Linked DNA regions of Muntiacus reevesi: region 1 is linked to region 2. Evidence: chromatin contacts called from public Hi-C data. All regions are on one chromosome and are shown on one strand. The core of a region is the stretch at or near the end of the contact, and the rest is flanking DNA. Distances in the headings are between cores, read along the strand shown.

Region 1 (4,731 bases), core at 2,025-4,524, 230 kb before region 2:
AAATAAAATAATGCCTACAAAGCCCCTAGGACTCAGTAGCCTAGGTACCTGGCCCAAGTATCTGGCACTGGGAAAAAAAAATGTTAGCCATTATTTTTTATTTATCTCTATACATCTCCAATGTTTCAGTTTCTTACACACAAGGTGTTCAGTAAGTATTTATGAATGAATAAGTTGGGGACTAAAAGTATTTTAGCTTGTTTATAGTTGTTTATGAATAGCTATCTATGAAAAGGTAAAATAACCCAATTATAGGAACATAGGCTTCACAAGTGGATAAAATTTAAAATATGCATAGCCACTCAAAATCCCCAATTACCAAGAAAAACACCTCACCAGATGTGAGAAAACCCCTATATGAAGTGAATTCAATGGAAGTAGTCATGAGGATGCTTTCACAGCTCTTAGTCAAAGTCACCCAGATGCAAAAATGTCATGTCATTATTTGAATCTTCAGAGTAAAGACATCCCATACTTCAGTAAAGATTCATTTGGGGGAAGGTAATGAGGAAATCTTAATCTACCAATTAGTATTGATCTATCCACTCTATGGCAAGAATACACTGAGGCAGAGGAAGGAACTGCTAGTAACCAAATTGCAGACCTTAAGTTAAAAAACTGACTGCAGACTCACTCTGCTGCTTCTGCTACTGCGTTGCTTCAGCAGACTCACTCTAGGCTCCAATAAACATAGAGTCAGAGTCCTCCTCAGAATGGATTGAAAGATTACAGCTCCCTCTGCCTTCTATGCTGCCTTAAATAGAAAGTAACTGTTGTTTGAGATTTGGACTACAGTTGGTAAGATGTCAGAACTTTAAACTATCCCTGGCCAAACTGGATAAGCCAACCTCAGAGTGACTCAGCAATGGAAATAATCCAAAATGCTGCATGCCAAGCTAAGCAGCTGACCTTCATCAGATAAGGAATGAAGAGACATGGGGTTAGGAAAGGAGGGAGACAGATTGATACATAGCTTGAAATAATGAAAGTACTGCTTTATCAGAGGTAGCTGAAATGAAGGTTAGGAGGTATGAGGTTTTGATATAATTTGGAGATAGACAGGGTAATAAGCATGTATCTTGGGTGTCAAAATTAAGGGCAAGGAGAGTTCAGACAAATCTCTCAAATTCTAATCCCTAAAACATTGCCCGGTCCAGAAGAGAAAACCACCATTTATACAGAAAATTGAGTAAAGATTGTCCTCAACTTTATTTCTCTTTACCCTGATCATAAACTAAGAAGTGGGAGAGAGTAATAGGTATAACAATAATTGCTATTACTAGTAATAAAAATTGCCACTGCTTACAGATTTTTTACTTTATGCTAGATACTGAGCTAAACCTTTTAGATTTAACTCTTATAATAAACCTACACAACATAATGATCAGATAATGAGATCAAGGCTTAAGTAGATTAAGTAGCAAAATCAAGATTAAAAGAAATATGACTTCCAGAGGTGAGACTTGAAACCTATATCTGATAAAAGCCAAAGTCCACATTTTATTTACTCTAGGACATGGTCTCCCAGTGTGGTTTATAAAATCATTCTTCACTCCGATTTTTTGTTTCTTCTACAGTTAGGCAATTGCAGCCATCCTAATCAGGTATGCCAAAACCTATACATGCATTTATTTCACTCACTTGCCCAGTGCCTACTATGTCTCAGGTGCGGGGCCAAGGTAAACAGACACAGTTCCTGCCCTCAGGAAACCTGGACAAGGTGGCTGAAGGAGAAAAAGCTCTTCATTTAGTAACCGCCCCCCCCCCTTTTTTTTCCCCCAGTAACATTCTAGTCAGGAGACTTTTATCCTGAAACAGTCAATTTGACCCAAAAGTGACTCACTGGGGAAGTTTTGCTAAGTGGGCGAGTATGCCATGCTTTTCCCAGCTACCTGTAATCTATCTCTCTTTCCCTAGATAACACACCATGTTGAACATGTGGTCTCCTTTTCCTTTCACATTTCCTGGGGTCCCCATTGCCTCCATCACTGTGAAGTTTCACAAACCACTAAAGCTCCTTCACCTCCAGGGAGTTTTCAGAACTCTCCAAGTTGACAGGACAGTATCAAGGCCCACTAGATTACAGAGGGATAATCTAGAATATCTAGAATGTCGAGGGTGCTTTATTTAGACCCATTTGGCTTCAACAAAGTACCTGAGATAGAAAGGGTTCTTATCATGAACAATAGGGCGATCCTTCCATTACTCTCAACATAGCTTTAAAACTTTCTACCAGGTAGCTTCAGTCTCTGAGACTATTTTCATCTTTCCCCCCTTAATTTCACTGATCTGTGATCTTAACTCTATTTCTGAATCATATTTGAATTATTTTTTCTCATTTTATATTACATTCCTGTAAGTTTATTTCTATCACAGGCACATTCACATTTTTAAGAGCATAAAACTGTATTAAATATTTGCAATTTTCACGTATTAGGTTTCTGCCGTAATGTAATCTTGATCCAAAGTAAGGACAGTCTAATTTTTGAAAGGGCCCTTTCCAAACAGGTTTCAAATTCACTAAGTTTTAAAAACACAAATGACTGGCAAGAAAAAAGTTACTTTATTCTCCTTTTCAGGAAGAAAGCAATTTAATGGAATTGATTATACACAATCTTTTAACACTTTTATGCATTAACTTTGTAAAAAAATACACTAAATATTATTTCTATTCATGACTTTCCAAAACTATAAAAAGTAATTTCAGAAAAGACTGAGTTTAGGGCCAGGCACAAAATGTTAATCAGAAATACTGACTTAAAGCCACAGTGTAGATTTTCAGTTAAATTGTGGTTTTTGACCTGAAGTAAAACATCAATCTGGAGAAGGAAATGGCAATCCACAATGCCTTCCGCGTTCGTTAGCTGATCAATTACTTCGAACTGTCTCGAATTGACTAAAACTCCTCCATGGCTCCCAGATTCATTTCCAGCCACTTCAACTTAAACCAAAAAACTACAGAAGTACTTCTACAGCTAAAATGGCCAAAGGCCCTTATTTGATACACATTCCTTTTAAAAATGCTGTAGGGCAAGGAAGGCAAAGATTATCCACCTTTTATGGGTGGTGAAACTGAAATTAAATCCCTTGTCCAAGAAAATAAGGCTATTTAAGAGCTCAACCCCAGGTAAGAACCTAGAGTTCTGATTTCTAGTCCAGCTGCCTCCGCCCTTCAAAGTCATCTTGGTTAATCCCGTGACTTGAAATTCCTGGGCCTTGCAGTCACCGAGCTGAATCACGACTACATTCCTGCGCGCTCGCTGAATCCCGCAGACCAGGGGGCCCACTCCTAAACTGGGTAGGAACCAAGAAGGCGGTGCACCGTGACGCGCGAACCCTCAAAGCCAAACAACTAAACTGTCCTCGGGCTGTTTACCGAGGCGGACCTGGACCCCCGAGGCAGGTCAGCCGACGCCAAAGACTATAAAGCGCGGCTGCCCACACACTGCCGGATTCCTAGGGTAACTTGGTATCGCCAAGGACGCCGGGTCTCCGCCCCTGCCCGGAGCGCCCCGACCGCACCGCGCGCCGTGTGCCGCGTGAGGCGGAGCCCGGCCCCAGAGCGGCGCGCGCACCCCGCCGCCTCGCGTCGCGTGACTCGGCGGGGGCGCGCGGGGTTAGCGCCCGCCCGCGCCACTTCCGACGCAGCCCTAGGTTCAGGTTCCGGGGCGCCGCGGAGCTCCCGGCCTGTGGGTCGAGCGCGGCCCTCTGCGGCGGCCGGGATGGAGGAGGCTGGAGCGGCTGTGGCCACAGCCGGGGAGGCCGAACTGAACTTGTCTCGCCTCAGCGTGTCTCTCGAGACGCTGGAGTCGGAGCTGGAGGCGAGGGGCGAGGAGCGGCGCGGCGCGCGGGAGGCGCTGCTGCGGCTGCTGCTACCGCACAACCGTCTGGTGTCGCTGCCGCGGGCGCTGGGCAGCGGCTTCCCGCACCTCCAGCTGTTGGACGTGAGCGGCAACGCGTTGACCGCGCTAGGGCCGGAGCTGCTGGCGCTGCGCGGCCTGCGCACGCTGCTGGCCAAGAACAACCGACTCGGCGGGCCGGGTGCCCTCCCCAAGGGCCTGGCCCAGTCGCCGCTCTGCCGCAGCCTCCAGGTGCTTAACCTCAGCGGGAACTGCTTCCAGGAGGTGCCCGCCTCGCTGCTGGAGCTGCGCGCGCTGCAGACCCTCAGCCTTGGCGGCAACCAGCTTCAGAGCATCCCGGCCGAGATCGAGAACTTGAGGAGGTGAGTGGGTGCCTTCCTGAGAGTAGGGAGGCCCGAGACGGGGTCCGGGAGCTCCGGAGCCCCTCATCTGGTCTTGGCGCCGTGGGATCACGTACCCGTCTTTAGTCCAGGCTCTTTTTGAACTCTTTAACTGCGAGTACTGCCCTTCCAGCTCGTCGAGTTGGAGTGAAGATCTAGTAAGGTCATGGGTGTGACAGCAGCATTTGGTTTGTTGTGTTTGCCCTGTGCAGATTTTCAAGACAGTTTTTCTGTCGTCTTTCTGGGGTCTGGGGGAGTGACCGAACCGAGCACATACTCTAACAAATGTAAGTCCGCGGTTGTCACTTCACTCCGAAGTCTTGGGTGGTTTTCCATGCCTATAAACTAATGCTTATGCTTTGTGGCGTGACATACAAGGTGCTCGGAGCTGATCCTTGTTTTTCACGACATTTCCTGCCCCATCCGTCCTCTTTGTAGCGATACCAGCAATTTGTGGTTTTGTGGTATTCCAGTATTTGTGGAGTTCCCTA
Region 2 (4,753 bases), core at 540-3,039:
TTTTCTGGCCCCTATAAACATTCGAGTTTGCAAACCCTATCTAGACCTTTCCTGTCCTCCATCAAAGCTTACTTTGTTCTGTCCTAAGTTCCTCATCAGTTTTCCAAAGCAATAGCTAGTCAACCTGATCAAGTAATTTTTATATGTGCTCGCTACAGATGGTATCTGAATAGAAAGGGATGACTCTGCAGGTGGAAATTACAGGTACCATGGGATTACAATTAGGATGGCAACTGTTCATTTTACTTTTTCTGTAACCACACCTCTCTGTCCTTGGGCACACCGCACGAATTTGAACACTGGCTTATGTGCGAAACCTACTTAAATAGTACTTTTATAGATCACCCTAGTTCCAAAAACGCAAAAACTACCAAGGGCTATTCTGGCTCTCGGTTGCCTCAGAGGCTTCGGGATATCCGGCTTGACTGCACTTCCCCTCACCTGCTTTCGGGGGCCGTTCTGCGCCGACCGGTCGCACCCTAGAAGGGCGCTCAGCCAGCATGAGCTCATTTCTCAGGGGCCTTTCTGGAAGGCCGGGCTTGGCAGCGCGCACGAGGCGCAGTCGCCCTCACTCTTATCAATGGCCTCCGCGACTGGGCGGGGCGCGGTCGCCCAGGGGCCCTGCTCTCTAGCAGCTTTGTTCTCAGTTGAATATCCGAAAATTCGCACTCAGCCTGAGAGGCGCCCTGGATCTGTCTGGCCCTTTCGGGGAAGACGCCCGTGCTCGGGATGCGCTCTCGCGGGCGGAGGGGAGCCCCGGGCGCACAGAATTAGCCCCGCCCCGCCGAGAGCCTCCAGTGGGTGGGGAGAGCCCCTCAACCCTCAGTTTGTTGGAGCGAGGAACCCAGCGCCACCGACCACAGCAGTTTCGCACCGGCTCGCGCTCCCTATATGCGGTTTCCACACTAGCTGCGAGTGGCCGCAGGCGAGCCCGTCAGACCTTCCGCCACGACCCCAGTCGCGCTTCTCCTCGCTCCTTAGGACTGCCGCCGGAGGCCGAAGGCCAATCACACTACCGCTAGGTCTTGCGATTAGACAGCAGCGGGTGCAGATTGGCTACTGCTACGAGTTTCGGCCTCCCTCCTTTTCCCTTTTGCCCCCATTCCAGCTCCTGAGCTTCAGACCAATGAGAAGGCGCTTTATAGACGCCCTCCCTTCGCTCTCTACTTCTCCCCACCTCGACGAGGGAGGAGACGTCCTGACTGGCCAGACTGTCCTCGGAAGCCCCATTCCCTTCACCAATCACCGAGGGAGCTGCACTCCCAGCGGAGTTTCGGCCAATTACAAAGCGGCCACGGCGCCCAGCCGTGCGGTTTCGCCAGCGACTCCGGGCTTCACCGTCCTTAACTCTTCAAGCTTTTTCCTGAGGGCCAGCGACTCTGATTGGTCACTGTTGTCTTTGCCTAATTTCTCCTCCAGCCAGCCACAGAACAAGGCGAACCCACCTTTTCCTCGGTCGGCTATCTTCGGCATTTTCCGTCCTTGGGCGTGAATTTCCAGCGACACTTCCTGATTGGCTCTTCAGGTCAATCGGCTTTTTCCGGGAGGATCCGCAAACAAACGACATCCGTGATTGGTTCCGCTCGGGTTTCGGCTCCCCTGTCGAAGGGGGCGGACGCCCTGCTCGGCCGGCGATTCCCAGACGCCTCTTACGCGGGCGGCCGGGCGCTGGGCGGTGTAAGGCTGGGTGGGGGAGGAAGGAGGCGGAGGACAAGTAGGAGGGGGGAGGGGGTGTGGGGAAGAGCTAGGCGGCTGCGCAGACGGCACTCCTCACAGAGAGCAGCCCCCGACCCGGGCGAATGCGGGCTCGTGCTGCTGCTGCTGCTGCTGCCTCCGCCGCCGCCGCCCGGGCCGAGTGACAAAGGAAGGAAGGAAGGAAGCGAGGAGGAGCCGACCCCGCAGCCGCTGACAGGGCTCCGGGCTGGGGGCAAAGCGCGGACACTTCCTGAGCGGGACTGTGCAGAAGCGAGGGGCGGGAGAGCGGCCGCGCTGGTGCCTTGGACGGGGGAGGGGGCCCCGAGGGACGGAAGCGGTTGCCGGGTTCCCATGTCCCCGGCGTATGGGGAGCAGTCGAGGAGCCGCTGCCTGGGGTCTGAAGGGAGCTGCCTCCGCCGCCGCCATGGCCGCTGGATCCAGCCGCCGCCTGCAGCTGCTCCTGGCGCAATGAGGGGAAGAGCCGCCGCCGCCGCCACCGCCCGACTCTGACTGACTCGCTACTCCGCCGCCTTCCAGTTCGCCGGGCCCCCGCCGTCAGCCCGCCGGATCCTTGCCGCTGCCGGAGCCGCAGCGTTTCCCGACGCATCTCCGAGCCACCCCTCCCTCTCCCTCCCTCCTTCCCATCCCCCCCTTCTTTTCAAGCGTGAGACTCGTGATCCTTCCGCCGCTTCCCTTCTTCATTGACTCGGAAAAAAAATCCCCGAGGAAAATATAATATTCAGAGTACTTATTTTCAATCCAGTATTTGTCCCCGTCTCACGTGATGTATATTTTTTAGGACCTCCCATCCATTTCTGCTCTCCAAGGAAAGGGAGAGGAAAGAATTGTATTTTTCCCCCCAGCTCCGGATCGCCTATATGTTAAATATCCGTACTGATCTGTCTTCAAGGAGAAATACATCGCTCGCTTTTCTAAATAGCTGTACAAAAGAAGTGAAAAGGCAAGAGGACGAAGTCTTTTTCTTTTTCTTGTGGGAGAACTTAATGCTGCATTTATCATTAACCTAACACCCCAACATAAAACAAAAGGAAGAAAAGGAGAAAGGAAGGAAAAAAGGTGATTCGGAAAAAGAGTGATCATGTCAGGGCGGCCCAGAACCACCTCCTTTGCGGAGAGCTGCAAGCCAGTGCAGCAGCCTTCAGCTTTTGGCAGCATGAAAGTTAGCAGTGAGTATTGATTTTATTTTACACCCCTTCTCCACCTCCCCTTTGAATAAGAGACTTTGAAATACCAGGATCTTAAAATACAAGACCTGCTGATAAAACAGAGGCAATGTGAAAGGGCAAAAACCTGTCTTCAGTGAAGGATGAGGCAGCTTCCTTTTTTCCTCCTGCGATATCCCTTCCCAGGTCTCATTAACCTTGAATCGAGGGAATGTGATTTTTATTTGGATGATTTTGTCTGAAACTTAGTTCTTTTCTTATAGTTTTCTAGCAATTGATAGCTTTATTAAGTGGTTGAGTGTTTCCACCTTAAAATAGTGATGGAAGTGTTTACTTGCTCATCCTTTTGAATAAAGCGAAGGACAAGATTCCTAAACCATTATGTGCTTTTCCAGAGTGTGTCTTTTGGAATGAGGGATAGTATAGTTAGCTCAGGTCTCGAGGGTTACCATAGTTTTGTATACTTAATGGAAGAGGTAAATGTCACCTTCTCCTAACACTTCTTTCTTGCTTGTGTGACTATACAAAGTATTTGTTCTTAATCCAGAGATGAACTTGGTAAGTAACCACATTTCGGTTTGAAGGCGAGCTTTGATTCGTCTCTTTAGAAGGGACCGGTGCCGCTGATAGAGAGCAGCAGTAGTATCTCAATATGCATTGTTCTAAATTGGATACGTGGTTTAATATGTTATCTCTTAGCCTTCCCGTTTTGACATTGCCAGTCTATCACTATAGAGTTAATGTTTAATCAAAAGGTAACTTGAAAGTAGGCCCGAGTTTTGAATGGGGCTTATGTTGTCAAGTTGCCAAATAGTAAGTTGAATGTTAATTGTCACTGACTCATCATTGAAGTTCAGTTTTGGGGTGCCATTGCTTTCAGTACTTGCTAAATGATCTAGAGTTCAGGGGTTCCTTCTTAGGACTACTTACAATAGTCTTGCATTGGTTTCCTTTCGAAGTCAGATAAGACTATGAAGTCAGAAGAATATGGATTTAGACTTTTCCATCTCAGGTTTTGCAGAAGGTTGTGGTCCCAGATTTAATAGGGGTGTTTGGGCTTTGTTCAAGGTTGTTGCTAGACGTCTATACTCTTCCCAGATTTGTGCTCAAAAAGTGTATTTTCAGTGTTTGGTATACTCATTATCCAGTGTTTTAATGTATCTCTACTTATGGATATGTTTATGTGATGTTTAATGACAGCTTATTTAAACATACTTAAAGAATTTGACAAAAATATCTGTGTTATAGTTTCCTTATTCCTTCAGAAAGGGGCATGGATGAGGGCAAAGAAAAACTGTTTTGCTGCTTAGAAGAAGGAGAGAATTGAATTGAGATAAAAAAAAAGTATATGCTGTTATGTGAAACTGATTATAAAATGAACACTCTTATTTGAACTCAGGATTTCAATTCATGATGGCTTTTGGAACTTGTCTGAAACAGGGTAGTCTAAGGTAATAGCTGAATGGGAGATTATTTTTGAGAGTTAAATTTTTTTTTGGTGACTAGCTAGTTCAGAATGCAGAGTATGTGAAGAGGGAAGCTGATGATGCATCTTTCAGGGAATGGTCAAGCTTTCTAAGCAATTCATGGGGTCATTTGAGAGGAATATTTTAAAATTCTGGGGTAATTTTCAGCTATGATGAAGCAAATCTTATAATAGCTCCTTAAGAGCCTCTTGTGGTACTGGAGTGTTAGGATGTTTTTCATCTTGGTTTAAAGACCACTCGAAATCAATTTTGGGTAATTAGTTTATTCAGAGAGCAGAATGGTATACCTAATAATACTAAATTTGGGGACTTTTCATTTAGTTCACAGGATTTTCTTTGAATCCTGTGTGGATGTTGACTGAAGATGGAGCAACTCTTGGAAAGTGC

What was found. Hi-C and Micro-C count contacts between places; a contact is called where the count stands out from the background.
Region 1: a Hi-C map of muscle shows a contact between it and region 2, with 5 times the contacts expected there. The contact joins the promoter of LRRC58 here to the promoter of GSK3B in region 2. A contact is called at or near these places in 2 of 3 Hi-C or Micro-C datasets (blood and muscle).

Annotation. Positions count from the first base shown.
Region 1 is chr8:43,857,897-43,862,627 of mMunRee1.1, reverse strand. LRRC58 (leucine rich repeat containing 58) reads left to right here and starts at 3,274. Exons shown (of 4, transcript XM_065942187.1): 1 at 3,274-4,222. The coding sequence starts at 3,723.
Region 2 is chr8:43,621,940-43,626,692 of mMunRee1.1, reverse strand. GSK3B (glycogen synthase kinase 3 beta) reads left to right here and starts at 1,789. Exons shown (of 13, transcript XM_065943558.1): 1 at 1,789-2,882. The coding sequence starts at 2,795.